Regions from separate parts of the Zea mays genome. Here region 2 is linked to region 1. The links are chromatin contacts, called in public Hi-C maps. All regions are on one chromosome and are shown on one strand. Each heading gives the region's core, a stretch centred on a gene start, on an enhancer-like site or on the middle of the called end of the contact. The rest is flanking DNA. Distances are from core to core; before and after follow the strand shown. Region 1 holds the start of LOC100383297. Region 2 holds the start of LOC100274970.

Region 1 (2,901 bases), core at 163-2,662:
TCAAGGTCAAGCACTAAAGCGTAGTACAAATCTTTGTCAAATGGTAACAAAGAAGTTTCTTAAGCTTAATTTTGTATTAACTAAAGATCAGCTTGTACATGGCTTCACCAAAAGTCTTGCGGCGTGTCAGCTAGAAGACTTTGGAAATTAAAGTTGTGGTTGAGTGGTTTATTAAGATATGTGTCTACACCAATTTCTTTATTCGTATGACAATTATTTTAGTAGATTGAGCCATAGATCAATTCTATGATAATTGTTATGAAACAATACGATACAAAGTAGATCAAACACAGAGAAGACACAGATTTAACGTGGAAAACCCCTACAAAGCGAAGAGGAAAAAACCACGGCCGCCGGCCACCAACACTATCACTATCTTTCGGGTGGTTACAAATCGTAGGAGATTTACAATGATGTGATGATCTTCTACGGATTACAAGTGAATTTATAGAGGCGAAACCCTATTGTGAGTAGGGAACGATCCGTACCGCGGGGGTGGAGCCCCCCCCGCGCACCCACAGGCGTCCCTGGGCTGCGATTTTAAAACGGAACAAATTTCAATCTTTGACAATTTTAATACGATGGAGTTAATCGGGTTTAAAACACAAAAGTTATTGCGATTTTAAAATGGAGCAAATTTCTGCGCACAGTTTTAAAATTACCCATGGGGTTTCGCAAAAATACTGCCTTCTTCCTCTCTTCTTCTCCTTCCTTTCACCATGGAAAGGGGAGGGGAGGGGAGGCCAATCGTGTGCAGGGGAGGGGGCCACGCCGACCGCGGGCGCTCGCGGGGCCACGACCGCGGCGCACAGGGGCGTGGGGCGCGTGGGTCAGCCGCCTTCACCGGGGGGCTACGCGGGTGGGGGGAAGGAGGGAGAGGGGGCGCCGCCGCCAGGGAGAGAGAGAGGGAAGAGAGAGGGGCTGCGCGGGGAAGACAAAAACGACGAACACAACGACAAACAATGGAGGAGAGGCTCACCGGAGAGACGACCTTGCTGGAGCCGAGGACAAATTCGTCGATTGAGGACGAACCGTCGGTCAGATCGACGAATCGAAGGCACCAGGACGAAGCTCTCGACGGGACGAACGCAACGGTACCCTCAGATCTGCCGATGACGCACAGATCAAAAGTAATTGCTCGTCGGAGTTATCGCTGGAGTTGGAACCGTACCGAACTTTAGCGAGCAATTCCGAGAGTTTCAGATCTAGACTGGGATGGGATTTCAAATTTCGGAAACGGCTCGACAAGTTCGGCTAGCCTCCGCTTCGCTTGCCAACTTGGGCGTCTTCTTCAGAATTTGGATCACAAATTCTACAATAATTTATAACAATTTAGGAGCCCTAGTTATATATATAATGGAATGTATAAAAAGTTGAACGCTATATATACGAGTATATAGAGAGGCATTGACACTAGAGAGTGTGCGACACTTATTACACGCAGCTCTGGGTTTTGACAGCCCGCCCGCCCGCCCGCCGCGCCTCCCTCGTCCAGTGGGGAGCTGCCACATTCCTCTACCCGGATCACCTTGCGTGTCCGGCTGGCACCTGCGGCCTTCCCCCTCCCCGCGCGTTGCATTGGCTAGCTCCGGTCCGATCCATCCTGCTGGTTCTGGCTTCCATGAGACCCTGACCTGAGGCGCGGTACGTACGGTAGCAGCAGCCTGGTCAATTAGTTAGCTAGCCCGAGCCCCATGGACAGGAGGATGGACAGGCTCCTCGCCTCCTGTATACCGGGCATGGAGGCGGCGGAACGGGAAGACGAGGGGCTGGAGCTCAGCCTCTCGCTGCACCCGTTGCCGTCGTCGCCGCCCAGGTTCCAGGCGGTCTTCGCCTGCTGCTACTGCCCCAGGAAGTTCCGCAGCTCGCAGGCGCTCGGCGGCCACCAGAACGCGCACAAGGTGCAGCGCAACCTGGCGAGGCGAGGCCGGGAGGCCGCCTCGGCGCCAGCCGCGCCGCCGCCGGTAGCCGACCAGGGCATCAGCAGGGCGTCCGGCAGCGAGAGCGCGCCGACGCCGCGCTCCAGGGCGGACCACCCGGGCGCCGATGCGTGGCACCACCGCCGTCAACACTACCTTTATCCGCGCCCGGCCCCGGCGGGGGGTGCACAAGCCTCGTCCGGTGCATCGAGGGCCGGCGGAGAGGACGGGGAGGAGATTATTGACCTGTCCCTCAAGCTATGAACTTATCCATCCATCCATGAGAGCTAGCTAGCGGCCCAGCACTACTAGCAGCAGTTCTTCTGATCCTCTTGGTTCTCTTCCATTAGCTTATTGCTTAGTCGTTTCTTCATCACGTCATTTATTATTTCTTGTTTGATGATCTACGGTACGCGTGTGCTATTCCTTGTCTCAGCTTTGTGGACTCGTATGATGCATGATTGAGATATTCTTGTGTCGAATTCAGGGACGGAGCACGCAGGGGAGTAATTAAGGTAATAATTGGGTGCACTCATCAGAACCTTCTTCCCGGAGCTGGATCTTGTAGTACTATACTAATGCTGATCGCTCTGTGACAATGTTCTGTCCTAGAATTGCTACCTTTCGGACTTAGCTTTCCGCAGGTTTCAGGTAACCAATGACTGCTTTAGCTTGTTGCTCTAGGGATTTTTTTTTATTGTTCAGTGGCCGTCGTCTCTCCCAGTAGCTAGTCCTTCTAGTAGTCAATTAGTGCCACAAATCAACCTCATGCCCTAATGCTGTGTTGAGTTAGGAACTACTTAGGATAAACCCATTTTTGCCATGTTTTTTAGGATTATAGTTACTGAAAAAAATTCTAGACAAACACTATCATACACATTATTCCTACTAGATGTTCTTTTTAATTTATTTCCTAATAAAATGTTTATTTAAGAACGTATCCCTTCACCAGAATGTGCTCTTTGAGTCCATATGCTTGCTA
Region 2 (2,901 bases), core at 145-2,644, 160 kb after region 1:
GCCAGCACGAGCAGCAGGAGCAGCATTGCCACGGGGACCAGCATCAGCATCGACGGCGGCGGCGGCAGCGGGGGCAGGACGAGCGGGAGGATCACCAGCGACGCGGTGACGCCGACGAGCAGCAGAGCCGGGAGCGACAGGTACCCGGAGCAGAGGCTGCCGCCGCCACGGCTGCTACTAGGCTCCTCCTCCTCCTCCTCCTCCACCACCCTGTGGGTGGCCCTCTGGTGGGAGTGAGACGTCGTCGAAGCGCGCGACGAGGACGCGGCGGTTCCGCTGCCCCTCTCCATATCGCTGGGCGCGGCGGACGGTGCGCTGCGGTTGGGGCTAGCGGCGGCACTGTTGATCAGTTGCTGGGTGTCCTCCGGCCGGGTCGTGCTCATCGTTTCCGGGGCTCAAGAACCTGATGAGCGAAGCGGAGCCGCCGGAGCGCTCGCTTCAGCCGACGCCTCCTCGCGTGCGTGTGCTGCCGTCTTAAGTCCAAGGCGCCGCGCATGCAGTGGCAGTGCACACTGCACACAGGCACACAGCTAGCTACCAGCCTACCACTAGCAGTCTTTGAGCTGAAGCACTCCGTCTCACCACCGCTCGATCGGCGAATCAGGCCAGATCTAGCTAGCTAGCACTGCAGTCTCGGCGGCGAAAAATATCTCGTCAGCACATGAATGAAGCGATGTTATGATCAGATATGCGGACAACTGAAGGAGCGCGTGCGTAAGACATGCGTGTAAATTACTTCACCCAGCAGACCGGTGAAAAGCCATGGACAAAAGCAAGAAAAACACGCAAAGGTATAGTAGGAGGCACAAAACAAGACATCTAGTTCCTTGTTCTTTCAGAGAGAGAGAGACTAATAATAAGAAGAATATACAAGAAAGAGATCGGGCGAGCACCACAATATGTAGTTTCTGAACCCCAACAGTCGTTATATCGTCGTCAGTGAACTGATGAGCGTATATAGGACGATGGGCCCACCAAAAAGCACTCAGCTTGAGAGGGCGGAGGGCCGTGCATACGAATACGATCACATGCAGATAAACATCGGCATCGAGCAAAGGAAGGCACAGACTGCTATCGATCGTAGGCTCGTAGCAGCATGTACAGCAGCGTACCTGGTGAGATGGATTGACGCAGCAGCGTAGCATGTCCATGCATGCCAGTTTTAGCTAGCTGGGTCGCATGAGGAACGAACAGATCCTGTGACTGGTCGTCGTCAACCTCACGCAGCGACGACGATGGAGACACGGACGCAGAGGGGCAGAAGAGAGGTAGACGAGAGACAAGAGGAAGAGGGGTTGGACGTTGGAGGCACCACGCCGAGCAGATGCAGTGCATCTGGCGCAACTAGTCATCGGCGCCCGTGCAAGTTGCTGCGATGGTGCGCGAATATAATATGCGCGAAGGCGGAGAGGGGGAGGGGGCTTTTGCGATGGGATCCAGGCGGGGGCAGGGGTTCATTCGTCTCCCCTGGCCGCAACCCCCGCCCGACGCCTGACCTCAGTCTCGGACGTGCTTCACGCTGCCATTTGCTCGGGTTTTTCCACGCGCCAGCCAGGAGGCCCCCACCGCTGCTCACTCAGCAGCAGCCTGCCATGCCAGCTCCGGCTAAGCTTCCTACTACTTCTACAATTTTTATCTTTATAGACTGCGGCTGCAGTACCAACAGCCCCTTCTTCTTTGTTGCCATCGGCATCGGCTCTGCTGCCCGCGGTTTTCTTAATTCTGCCGGAAATCTAGGGGCGATGTACTAGCTTAATCAATTTATTAATCGCTATGGTCCAGGGATGATTAGACGAGTCGTGGTTAGCTGCCGGCCTTGGCTCTTGCTTCTGAGCTATAAGCAGCTGGGAGAATCGTTGCGGATATATTTCAGCGGCATGTGGTGGCGTGTCCCGACGGAGTACTAATGTATGGTGTTCTTCCCTGTAGATTGCTAGTTTTAGCCAACACTTCAAACAAGCGCTAAATCTGTCGTGAATCAAATGGTTCTCGTGCCAGCCACAAGGGTGATGCTTAAGCGCCTAATGCTTTTGGTAGCAGTGTGCCTGTGCTTAAAGAAAGCCAAATATACGCCAAATGATTCAGTTCATACAATACAATTACTAATAAATTGAGTGATTCTCCTATGTGGTATGACTTAATCAAAAACAAAAATAGTATACGTGCAGGCAGAGGCATTAAAATTAGAAATGGACAACAAAGTAGAATTTGGGATTGGCAGTTGGCTGTCTGATGAGGCATTGTGCCTAGTTATACCGGTGATTTAGGACTTGTTTGGATCCAGGGGTTAAAAGCAAACTGATTAAAGGTTAGCTTCTTCTTAGGAGCTAAAAGTGACTAAAAGGGTACACTTTTATTATTTTAGTCACTCATTCTTCCGGTTTAGATCTTTAACCCCCTAAATTGACTAAACTTTAACCACTTTTTCTTTAGCTCCTGGTATCTAAACAGGCCCTTATTAATTATGTAACCAGAAGAAAGTAAGTGTGCCAAAAATCTAATTATTAGTGGATGACCTCAAGTATATATATGTGGGATAAGATTTAGGAACAAGTGGTGTCGTTCCATCTTAATGACAGTCCAGAAAGCATTATCTGGAAATCTAGGAAAAATGGAAGATTTTCTGTCAAATCTGTATACAATACCTTACTAGAAATGAAACCGGTTTACATTTTAAACACATTTGTAAAGAAAAAAAACCACCAAAAATCAAGTTCTTTATGTGGCTCATAGAAAATGGGCCTTGCTAACAAAAGCTAACTTCATTAAGGGGAATTGGATTGGGAGACTTGGATGTTATTTCTGTCAGTGTAACAAGTCAGTCGACCATTTATTATTTTTATGTCATGTAGCAAGAATTGTTTGGGCCTCTATTGCAATTGGGTTTAATGCTATTTCATC

The links. A called contact is a pair of places that touch in the nucleus more often than the background predicts.
Region 2: a Hi-C map of ear shows a contact between it and region 1, with 2.1 times the contacts expected there. The contact joins the promoter of LOC100274970 here to the promoter of LOC100383297 in region 1. A contact is called at or near these places in 2 of 25 Hi-C or Micro-C datasets (ear and an unstated tissue).

What each region holds. Positions count from the first base shown.
Region 1 is chr10:121,860,031-121,862,931 of Zm-B73-REFERENCE-NAM-5.0, forward strand. It overlaps LOC100383297, which reads left to right and starts at 1,413. Exons shown (of 1, transcript NM_001175957.2): 1 at 1,413-2,853. The coding sequence starts at 1,695. The coding sequence ends at 2,183.
Region 2 is chr10:122,017,580-122,020,480 of Zm-B73-REFERENCE-NAM-5.0, forward strand. It overlaps LOC100274970, which reads right to left and starts at 1,395. Exons shown (of 2, transcript NM_001357707.1): 1 at 1,113-1,395; 2 at 1-625. The coding sequence starts at 383.